Regions from separate parts of the Mus musculus genome. Here all the other regions are linked to region 1. Evidence: chromatin contacts called from public HiCAR-type and promoter capture Hi-C data. All regions are on one chromosome and are shown on one strand. The core of a region is the stretch at or near the end of the contact, and the rest is flanking DNA. Distances in the headings are between cores, read along the strand shown.

Region 1 (2,692 bases), core at 54-2,553:
TTTAAGGAAACAGCAGTTTAACCTGCTGGGGCCAATTCTCACCTCAACACTCAGAGAACTGGCCTGGGAGCTGAGGTTGGCACTAGTGAGTGCAAGTGGTCCCCCAAACATCTGGGCCAAGTCCAGCATGAAGGCATGGTCAGGAATCCGGATGCCAACAAGCTGGGAAGCAAGAAAAGAGAACGTGAGGAAGACATCGAGGGCTTGCAAGCGTCTGATTTAGATCGCAGGAAAAGGGAAAACTCTTGACTCACACGAGTAAAGGGGTTCAGGTCTTTGTTGAGCTCCTCGGAGCGCTCCATCACCAGGGTCACAGGGCCTGGGAACAGGTCTTCCAGGAGCTCCCTAGGTACTCTCACCTGACAGTACCTGCAGGCAAAGGAGCACAAATCCTCTCCAAATCACCCTGATGGACCTTTCCTGGGGACTTAAGGCAGATGCTGGAGAGGGGTCCCCTTCGCGTGTATAATGAACGAGATCTACCTGACTCTCTACTCCCTCTTCCTCGGAGTTCTGGCAGAAGACAGACTCCACAGAGTACCCTGGGCTTTAAGTCTATCCGCCTGTCTTGGGGGACAAAACCACAGCGCCGTGGCACGTGGATACAATCTCAATCCGTTTAATCATCTGGAAGGCGTTACCCCGAAACGGGCCTCCCCTCCGCCCATCACAAGGGCACCGGGAGAAGAGTGCCATGCTCGCCTAACTCAGCTTCTCGACCGACTGTCTAGAGCGGATCTTGGCGAGCCGTCAGCGCTCCCGACCAATCTCCAGTTCCGGATTCCTCCTCGGGGAGCAAGGACAAGCCCCTCCCGCGCTCGGCGGACGCCGCGGTCTCCCGAGGCTGTCACCGGAAACCCCTCCCGCGGGGCCGCCCCCAGCGGGGCCGCCTCACCTGTAGACGTCGGCCACGCGGCCCAGGCACACGGCCAGCGGCTTGGCCTCGCTGCGGCCTTTGAGGCGGTACACGCAACTCAGGGCCGCCGAGCTGCTCGCCGAGCAGGCCAGGCCGTAGAGCGTGTCGGTCGGGACCGCCACCACGGCGCCGGCGCGCAGCTCGGCCACGGCGGCCCGCAGCGCCTCGGTCCAGCCGGAGCGCTCGGGGCTCGCGGCTTCCACGGGCTCGCTCTCCGGAAGCCGCAGCAGCCGGGCCCCCGGCAGCGCCGGAGCGGGCTCAGGAGGGCGTAGGAGGCGGCAGCCGCGGCCAGAACTAGCCGGCCCGTCGCTCAACCCCATGCCGGCCGCCACGGCGGCCCTCAGCCCCGCGCACGGACGCGCCGTAGACATCCGTGCCGAGCCGCTTCCGGGAGGAAGTGACGCACGGACGCAACTTCCGGCCCGCGAGGCTCGGCCCCGCCTCCGCTCCCGGCCGCTTAAAGGGACCGCGACCCCCAGGCGACTTGAAGGAGAACGGTGGGGACGGGGCGGGGCTCGGCTTAGCGGACTCCTCGCGCGGCGCGGGGGGCGGACTGCGGAGGGGTGGTGAGCGGGTGGCACGGGCGGCGATGGAGTGGGGTCCCGGCGCAGGCTGGTCACGGGGGTGAGAGCGGGCCGGCGGGGCGGTGGGTTGGGGCCGCGACCTCGCGCCGCCTAGCGCCGGGCCCTGACGCCGTCTCTCTCCCGGGCAGGGAGGCTGCCGGCGTGGACCGTGGGAAGGCGGGGTTGGGGCTCGGCGGGAGGCCACCCCCGCAGCCGCCCCGAGATGAACGCGCCCAGCAGCTGCTGGACGCCGTGGAGCAGCGGCAGCGGCAGCTTCTGGACACCATCGCCGCCTGTGAGGAGATGCTGCGGCAGCTGGGCCGCCGGCGCCCAGAACCGGCTGGTGGCGGGGTCAGTGCCCAGTGCCCTCTCCGGGCTGGACCTGGGGAGGTGGGCGCTTCCCACTCACTGCACTGGTCTAGCTCGCGCTCCCCACCCCCACCCCGCTCCAAAGGAGGCAGGTGGAAGAGCATCCCCACCGCTTAACTTCCTTTGATCTGAGCGAGGTTTTGAAAAAGCATGGTACTGTCGAGATGCCAAGTGGCCTTATTCTTGTGGGGCCTAACTTAAGGCCTTTCCTCCGGGCTCATCCCCCCTCCCCCCTTTTCTGTTCCAACTAGAACGGTTCAGCCAAGTCTGGAGCGCCGCCCCAGCCATCTGTATCGGCCAGAGGTGGCCTTCCAAAGGATGCTGGCGATGGAGCCTCGGAGTCTTGATCATACCCTAGCCGGGCACCCTGACTTCTGTCCCTTTCCAGGGCCAGTGGCTGGACTGTGACCAACTCCCTTCACTAAAAGGGGCCAGTCTTCACGGGCAGTTGCTGGTACTTGGCCCTCAGCCTGGGATGGCAACTCTACTAGCAGCTGGGTTCACTCCCACGTCGTCCTGGCTGAAGGCAGTACTGTGCTTTGAAATGGAGCCAACAAACATCCAGTCTTGAGTACTCGGATTCAGGAAGCCAGCAGTGCTGGCCAGAGTGGTCTGGCCTGCTTTGGGGGTTCCAGGTGGTATTACATGTTCATTTCATGCTTTGGGGGCTCTCAGCCCCACAAAACACTTGAGCAGAGTCTTGATTAAAAGGAAATCTGCAGACCCTGGTGACTGACCTTTCTTTTCTGTCCCTCCAAGACTTGATGGCTGGGAGTGGGAAGAGAGTGTCAACCAGGGACAGGGATGGGAAGTAATGCCACATGTACTACCAGATTTAAATAAG
Region 2 (2,692 bases), core at 116-2,615, 1.3 Mb before region 1:
CCAGTGGTTTGCAAATGAGGACGAATACAAATGACCCAAGGTCGGGCAACCAGAAAGCAGCGGCACCAGAATCTGAATTTAAGGAGTCCAGAGCAAGGTTGACACACACTTTTAATCCCAGGCTTTAAGGAGTGAGCCTCCAAAGCCTACGAATACTACACAGCACTAGGCTCTACAGGCAGGGCCCTTTTGTTATGAGAAAAATGAATGAATGAATGAATGAATGAATGGGGACTATCTCTGGCAGAGATAGTCTAATCCACAATCAAATAACAGGGCCTTTAAGGAGGAACTCACAACGTTGTTTATAAATAAGGGCTATAGGATTTTGCTCTTCCTTATCTCATGCAAAACTACTCAGCCGAGAGGGAAAGGCGCCCAGCCCAGCGTGACTACCCTCTTCCTCAATGATTCTCAAAACCAGCAAAGCCAACCGGTTTCCTCCAGTGACTTAAAACAGAGCAAAGTCTATCCTGCCACCGAAGGTGGCTGTCAGCTCTTCCTTCTGCCAACAACCTGGGGGAGTGGGGGTGGACGGAGAAGCCACCGGGAATCCGAAAGCTCCTACCCAAGATTGAAAGGTGGGGCCAAGCATCGTAGGAATGGGCGGGCCTGACCAGGATGGCAGGTGAAACACTGACCACAGCAAGCTCTCCCACGGTGAAGACCGGCCCAACGTGGATCTGGCAAGCAGGTTGCTGTGACTCGCACCTGAACGCCGCCCAGGATGTGAAAATTCCCCAGCAGCGATGGTGTTGGTGCCAACGGGTGAGGGCTCCAGGAGGAAAACCTTGGCTGGCTCTCCTTGGGGACTCGTTCTAACTTTCAAGTCACTCTCTAGGTCAGGAGAGAAGCATGGAGAGGAGGAGCGGGTCTCTCTGGGAGAAAAACTAGAGCGGGCCAAACGCCGGCTGCTTCGATGACTGGTTGAGTGGGTCTGGGCAAGGCGAGCAGTGCCCATTTCCCAGGGCTGCGGCAAAAGACCGAGGCTCCCGGCAGCCGACGCCCCCGCTGCCGGGAAGGACAGACCTCCAGTGGCGGAGGGGGAATTCACTATAGCCGTTCTGGTCGCGCCGGTCAGCTTCGGGCTGTCACCGGGGTCCCTCCGCCACGGTGGCCCGCCCCGCCAGCACGCAGCCCCCACCCGGCTCCGCGTCCCGGGACCCCGAACTCACCTTTCCCGGGGAATCAGCGCTCCTTGCCCATAGTCCGCAGCCCAGAGTCGGGGCTGCTCGGCGCTCCGTCCCGGGGGCCGGGGCCGGGCCGGGGGCGTGGGAGCCGCTCACCGCCGCCTCCCAGCGCAGCCGCCAGAGCTGCCGCCGCCGCCTCCCTCCATGGCTGCGGCGCCGCCACCTGACAACGGAAGTGACGCATAGGCTCTCGGCCCCGCCTCCCGCCCCCTCGCCTGAGTTTGGGGTTGGTGCGCCATCTTCAGGATGGGCGGAAGCCTTCAGGCAGGAAGCCCAGATAAGATCGCCAATTGGTTCTGGGTGGAGTCTGGGTCGAAATCTGTAAAGTGATTGGACAGTCAGGGGGCGGTACTTACCGCTAATCTACATCTACAGTGGGACTGGGACAGAGGCGCCGGTCCGCCTTGGCTCTGCAGAACCTCACCGACTTATGCTCTCCTTGCTGGGGTTGGGGACGTCTCTAAGTGGTTGCAAAACCCGCCAACTGCACTGCATTCTTTAGAAAAGTAGTCTTTCTTTGCTCCCCATTTCTCGGCTTCTGGAAATTTGTGTGGGAAAGTGCTGAAGTTGGGTACAAGAGAAGTCAAGAATTGGCTGTCGCTACTGTCACAATTCATTTCACTTTAGGCCCTTCAGAAACCCCAAAGATGGCCAAGTTCATCTTGGACATCCCTAGAGTCTTGTCCAGGGAGATTGCAGTGAAGAGTTCCAATGAACGACTTCAGCCGGCTGTCTACCTCACTCCCTCCTGCCAGTTTCCGTCCTTTCTCCTCCTTCAGCAGCCACGCCCTCCATGAATCAGCTTCTTGCACCAGCAGATGAGCCCTTTAAAGGGATTGCATCAGTCTGGTGACTCACTGGGGGCCCTCGAAAATCCTGGCTTCCGTCCACTGCCGTGTAGAAGCGGCCAGAAGGGCTCGGTGGCAGCAGTACCAGCGGCCATAGTCCCACTCCTTTGTCTCAGAGTTAACAAGTGTACTTGATGACACTCTTCCCTCCCCTGGGTCATTCTGGATCCACGTGTAGACACACGTGGACACGACTAAGCCCTGCTAGGACACCGAAGGCTGGTCTTCATAATGAAGTCCCAGCCTGAATCCTTTCTTAATGTCTTTGATTGGCTTGGTGGCCATTCAGCTGCAGATAATGCTGAATAACTAGTAATGATACCAGCTCCTAAGGCCCTGTCTTATGCAAAATGAGGCACTTTTAGAGACCTGTTAACAAATGCAGAAGGTAGCACTCAGAGAGAGAGGGTAACCTCTGCCGTGACACCCAGCTAATAATGGCTGGGCTGTGGTTTGAAGAAAGTTTCGTGGGTTCCAAAAAGGCTAGAGCTTGAATCCCCATTGTATCACTTACAAACTAGGTAATTCAGTGTAAATCCTGGCTGCCCAAGTGGGGATAACACATTACACCAACCATGGGAGGACCCAAGGAGTTTCACATCCAGCTAACCACACCCTATAGATGCCCACTGGTCTCAGTCGGGGAACCTCTAG
Region 3 (2,692 bases), core at 69-2,568, 1.2 Mb before region 1:
AAATCAGCCAAAGGAACCAATAGCCTCCTGGCATAGCCACCAGGTCTACTTCTAGCTCCAAGCCTCTCAGGCTCTTCCCACCACTCTGGCCATGTGCTGGGCTCTGCAGCTGCTCGCTGTGTCCACTGTGCCCACGGACACAGCTGATGCCGTAAGTCAGGCTGCTACAGCATCCTCTCTACCTTTTCCTTTTGCTCATTGTTGCCAACCTTCCCTCTGGGCTCCCTTCTCCTGTCCTATTCTTTTGAAATTCTGTCTGTGGGAAGACGGGGACGAAGAGGATGTTGAGAATAAACTATGGGAGCGAGATCCCCAGGTGTGGCAGAGATAAAGGATCAATGCATCATAGATGGGTGAATAGACAAGCTGGGGAAAAGAGATACATAGAGAATAGACAGAGGTAGAGCCTAGCCCAGTGGCAGGGGGTTGAGACCAGTTATTCTGGAAGTGGGGGCAAGTGTGTTACAAGATCAAGGCCAGCCTGTGCTATAGAAGACATTCAAATCTCATTTTGGCAACTTAGCGAAACCTATCTCAAAAATATAAAGCAACCAGGGCTGGGGATAGAGCTTAGTTGGTTGAACACTTGTCTAGCAGGCACAAAGACCAAGGCTTGATCCCCAGTACCACATTAAGTATCAGGCATGGTGGTGGAGGCCTACAGACCAGCATTTGTGATACAGGAGGATCAGAAGAAGTTCAAGGTTCTTATCTGCCGACAAGATGATAAACCTTGTCTGCATGAGAGCTGCATACAACATCATCATCAACAACAACGATGAGCAGGCTGGAGCGATGCAGAGAGAAGTGGAGAGGCCGACAGAGAAAGCTATCTCAGGCAAGTCTTGCATCAACTGTTTAAAGTTAAGAGGCTAAGGGAACCGGGAGAGGAAACAGAGGCCCAGAGACTCTGAGACAGCTGTTCTTGCTGAGAAGAAGCAGGCCAAATGGCTGAAAGCAGGGAGTAAGCCTGTCTGAAGGATAGGGACTCTGGGTGGGATTCTTCATACCTGAGCTCAGCTCCTGTTCCCAGAGATCCAGCTGTCTGACCTCCCTGATGCTATACACACAGAGAGACTCCCATTTCCCCAAGGATCCTGTCTTGGGCCCCCTGATGTGGCCCTAGCAGGGTTGGGGAATGGTCTGAGGTCTCCAGGGCTCCCCGCCCTCCCCCTACTTACACTGGGGCTAGGGCGCTGTGCCCAGCCCCCACGCTTGTGCTCTCTCTTCTCTCTCGTCTCCTCTCCTCTTGGGGCAAGTTCCCGAAACTTCTCTTTCTAGCCCCGTCGTTAATGACAGGCGGGGGGTGGGGGGGACCCAGAATTGCGACACCTTCCTGGCTTCCCTGCTGCGTTTGGCTGAGCCTTCACCCTTGGGGTGGGGGACATAGACAGCCCCTTCCTCTCAGGAAGGAGGTTGAGGGAAACTGGTGAGCTAGGGACCTTCCTGCCTCAGGGGTCTTAGAGGGCTGGGCATTGTAGCAACCTGGCCCGTGGCCACCCTCCCTTCTCTCCGGATTTCCTGAGCTCCTCGCTTTGAGGCTCAGCAGAGCACCCGAGACAAGACAGGGCCAAGGGAGGGCTGGGGTCTTCAAGTGTTTATTTCAAAACGAAGCAGGACAAAATAGCGTGGAAAATTAATGAGGGCTGGGGTGGAGGAGACTCTCTTCTCACTGAGTCTGGCTGAAGCCTCTGCCCGGGAAGAATCAAGATTCCAGGACAGGTAACGTTTACTTCAGGTTTTCTTCCCTTGTTAGCTGAAAACCTGCCATTTTCCAGGACTCTCAATAGACCCTCCCACCCCTGGCCTCCCTAGTCCATGGTCCCTGCCCTCACCGCTTTGTACAATCCTAGGGGTTCCTGGTTTTATCTTCTCAGGTTGTAACCCCTTTCAAAAGGCCCACCCTGTAAGTTCATCTATCACAAAAGAGAGGGGAAAAATTGTTCTAAGTTTGAAAATCATCAAAATAGTATATATTGGTATATTAGTCAGGGTTCTCTAGAGCAGCGGTTCTCAACCTTCCTAGTGCTATGACCCTGTAATGCAATTCCTCATGTTGTGGTGACCCCCCAACTGTAAAATTATTTTCCTTGCTAATTCATAACTGTAATTTTTTCCTGGTATGAATCATAATATATATCTGTGTTTTCTAATGATCTTAGGTGACCCCTGTTGAGAACCTCTGCTCTAGAGGAACAGAGTCCACTTAATGAGTGTATACGCGTGCACACGCACGCGCGTGCGCGCGCGCGCGCACACACACACATATATACGAACACATATACGCACACACATGAATTTATCAAATTAGCTTATGCAATACAGAGGAAGTAGGAGCACTGAGAACCCACCTGGGAAATCCTTTGGTGCCTTGGCACTCCCAAGGTGGTACTGAAGACCTGGAGGGTATCTGGTCCTCAGTCCATGTCGAAAGCTGATTTTGACTTGAGCAAAGGAATCAAGTGGGGTGGCAGCAGCAGGGTAGACTACTAGCAGCAGAGGGGAAGGTCAGGGAAAAAGGCTTCCTTCTTCCATGTCCTGCTTTTGATCTGGGCTGCCACCAGAAGGCGCCGCCCATCTCTGGGGTGGGTCTTCCCACATCCATTAAGGGAGTCAAGATAATTCCTCAACTGAGAATTGCTGCTTGGGCGATTCTAAATCGTGGCAAGTTGACATTTAAAATCAAGCACCA
Region 4 (2,692 bases), core at 100-2,599, 1.1 Mb after region 1:
CTTTAATTGAACTGAAACCAGTTTCATATGGGACATCCAGCCGATGGAAGGGGGTGAGTGGAGCAAGTTGGAGTGATTGAATGAAATTAATAAATTGTGGACTCTCTTACTAGGGTTTCTATTGCTGTAAAAAGACTTGTGACCATGGCAACCATTTAATTGGGGCTGGCTTACAGTTTCAGAGGTTAGTCCACTATCATCATGGCAGGAAGCATGGCAGCATGCAGGAAGGCATGGTGTTGGAGAAGGAACTGAGATTTCTACATCTTGATCAACAGGCAGCAAAAGGAGACTAATCCACACTAGGCTTGACTTGAGCATAGGAGACCTCAAATCCCTCCCCAAAAGTGACACACTTTCTCCAACAAAGCCACACATACTCTCACAAGGCCACCCTTCCTAATAGTGCCACTGCCTATGAGGCAAGCATTCACACACGTGAATCTATGGGGGCCATTCCTATTGAACCCACCACATGGACTTCGGGAATTTTCTCCAGAAACTGTTCATTCGCAGGCACAGCATCTGTCTTATAGGCCAGGCCAGCCTTGAACTCAAGAGGATACATCCTCCTGTCTCAGCTTTCTGATTGCTTTGGTGCAAATGTCAGCTAATACATCAAAGAACGTTTTCATCATGTCACAGTATAAAGAAGTCCCTATAGTAACTCTATAGCTGTTTGTTTGTAACAAGATCTCACTATGTAGCCTTAGTTGGCCTAGAACTCATAGACATCCACCTGTTTCCGTTTCTTAATTTCTGTGATTTAAAGGCCTGAGCCACCACGTTAGGCACTATTATCTTTCTTTTAAGATTTACTTTATGTGCGAGAGTTTTGTCTTCATGTATGTGCACCATGTGTGTGCTCCTGGTATTGCTGAGGTTAGAAGAACTATGTTGGGTCCCCTGAATCTAGAGTTAAACCGAGGACCTCTCCCAGATCAACAAATGCTCTTAACCTCTGAGCTGTCTCTCCAGCCCGGCTATTATGTTTATTACCAAAAAGGGAAACTGCCACCGTGAAACTGGGAAACAGTCACACAAGTTTTGGGGTCACGGCACACGAGCTTTAATCACCACATTTCCTTGGGGTGAGGGAAGCACTACTCTTTCTCGAGTGTGACCTTGCTCAAGTAGCACAACAATCAACGGTCACGACAGTGCTGAAAGGGAGAACTCACTACCGGGCGCAGTAGTATGGGGAAAGTCGGTTTATCAGCTGTCAGCGTCTGGAGGCTGGGCTGCTTGCTGCGCAGGCGCAGACCCGCTGTGCTTGGTTTCTACAGTTCCTCGGCCGGTGGTTGATTTACGGCGTCGCTCTGGAGATGTCGTGCTGCGGGCGTCCTTTACGGCAGGCGTCTGCGTCCTCCCGCAGCCGGCGGTCGGGAATTGCACCAGGGACCTGACAAGGGCACTGCAGAGGTGCGGTAGGCGCTGCTGTGTCCGCACAGCCAAGAAGTTTCGTTCAGGATTAGCTCCTTGACACATTTCCTCTCTCTGTGGGTGGCCCAGGTCTGGGCGTGTCCTCCTGCCTTCCCTTCACCCCGTAACTAGGTCGTCACCCCCACCCCCGGCCCTCCGGAGCAAATCCACCGTCTGCCGGACTCCTGCCTTGGCCTCCTTCCTACCCTGACATCCCGCTCCTTTTTGTTTTTGTTTTGAGACAGGGTTTCTCTGTGTAGGCTGGAATTCACTCTGTAGACCAAGCTGGCCTTGAACTCACAGAGAAGCATCTGCCTCTGTCTTCCAAGTGTTGAGATTAAAGGCGTGCACCACATCCTGATTTTGGTCCCCAGAGCCCTCTACTTTCTTCCTGTTGTGCACTTGGCTCAGCAGCCGCTCCAGAGCCTCTGTCCGTCCTCATTGTCATAACTTCTGTTGTCTATGTTTGTGTGTGTGTGTGTGTGTGTGTGTGTGTGTGTGTGTGTGTGTGTGAGAGAGAGAGAGAGAGAGAGAGAGAGAGAGAGAGAGAGAGAGAGCGAGAGAGAGAGCGATGTAGATCCTCCTCTGGGACTTTTTCTATTCTCCCAATGGCTTCCTCCCCCGAATTCTTACTCAGGTTCCCAGTGTGGGTCTCCAGTGCTTATGATGAGCCGTTTCCCCCATTTGCCTCTGACATACACAGTAAATGACTAAAAGAATGGGAGGGAGCTTTATAAATTAAATTCACCTAAATGTCCGCGTACAGGATGGTTTTGATGTGGGTGCTGCGCTTGCTTTCCATTCTTAAGCACATTTGTCGTTTGGGATTATTTTGTTCTATGTCAACTTTACTATGTATTTTCCATATGTTCTTTTTGCTTAATGTATGTCATATTCTACTGAGCACCAGAATCTATCCACTGCTTTATAGTTGTACGTGTAAGTTGTTTGAGATTTCCTGATTTTTTTTATTTTTTTACAAAATTTTAATTTGACTTGTTCATTTATTTTTAGCAGTTAACTAGCATCTGCTCGATTTTGCTCTCAAAACAAAAGCAGTAGGAAAAACATAGAAGTAAATAGACTGTTACAGTAATGGACGAAGTACTTTTGGGGGGGGGGGTTCGAGACAGGGTTTCTCTGTGTAGCCCTGGCTGTCCTGGAACTCACTTTGTAGACCAGGCTGGCCTCGAACTCAGAGATCTGCCTGCCTCTGTCTCCCAAGTGCTGGGATTAAAGTCATGTGCCACAACTGCCCGGTGGACAAAGT

Evidence for each region. Promoter capture Hi-C pulls out the DNA fragments that hold promoters and counts their contacts. HiCAR-type assays count read pairs that join an accessible place to other places.
Region 2: a promoter capture Hi-C map of pre-B cells shows a contact between it and region 1, with 4 times the contacts expected there. The contact joins the promoter of Stk40 here to the promoter of Yrdc in region 1. A contact is called at or near these places in 4 of 39 promoter capture datasets (cranial neural crest, hippocampal neurons, liver and 1 more), 1 of 484 Hi-C or Micro-C datasets (B cells), 5 of 115 datasets of contacts at active chromatin or transcription factors (astrocytes, embryonic forebrain, embryonic stem cells and 2 more) and 1 of 9 other capture datasets (adipose tissue).
Region 3: a contact with region 1 is called in a promoter capture Hi-C map of liver, with 2.8 times the contacts expected there. The contact joins the promoter of Csf3r here to the promoter of Yrdc in region 1. A contact is called at or near these places in 5 of 39 promoter capture datasets (the 3T3-L1 cell line, cranial neural crest, liver and 1 more), 2 of 115 datasets of contacts at active chromatin or transcription factors (embryonic stem cells and large pre-B cells) and 1 of 9 other capture datasets (liver).
Region 4: a HiCAR-type map of astrocytes shows a contact between it and region 1, with 4 times the contacts expected there. The contact joins the promoter of Ndufs5 here to the promoter of Yrdc in region 1. A contact is called at or near these places in 1 of 39 promoter capture datasets (liver) and 1 of 115 datasets of contacts at active chromatin or transcription factors (astrocytes).

What each region holds. Positions count from the first base shown.
Region 1 is chr4:124,849,370-124,852,061 of GRCm38.p6, reverse strand. It overlaps Yrdc (yrdC domain containing (E.coli)), which reads right to left and starts at 1,303. Exons shown (of 5, transcript NM_153566.2): 1 at 896-1,303; 2 at 255-369; 3 at 43-162. The coding sequence starts at 1,287. It overlaps Mtf1 (metal response element binding transcription factor 1), which reads right to left. Exons shown (of 11, transcript NM_008636.4): 11 at 2,262-2,692. It overlaps 1110065P20Rik (RIKEN cDNA 1110065P20 gene), which reads left to right and starts at 1,498. Exons shown (of 3, transcript NM_001347196.1): 1 at 1,498-1,540; 2 at 1,629-1,830; 3 at 2,100-2,577. The coding sequence starts at 1,506. The coding sequence ends at 2,195.
Region 2 is chr4:126,102,630-126,105,321 of GRCm38.p6, reverse strand. Stk40 (serine/threonine kinase 40) reads right to left here and starts at 1,365. Exons shown (of 11, transcript NM_028800.3): 1 at 1,176-1,365.
Region 3 is chr4:126,023,285-126,025,976 of GRCm38.p6, reverse strand. It overlaps Csf3r (colony stimulating factor 3 receptor (granulocyte)), which reads right to left and starts at 1,318. Exons shown (of 17, transcript NM_007782.3): 1 at 1,182-1,318. Gm32908 (a long non-coding RNA gene) reads left to right here and starts at 1,323. Exons shown (of 4, transcript XR_003955278.1): 1 at 1,323-1,722.
Region 4 is chr4:123,716,843-123,719,534 of GRCm38.p6, reverse strand. Ndufs5 (NADH:ubiquinone oxidoreductase core subunit S5) reads left to right here and starts at 1,349. Exons shown (of 3, transcript NM_001030274.1): 1 at 1,349-1,422.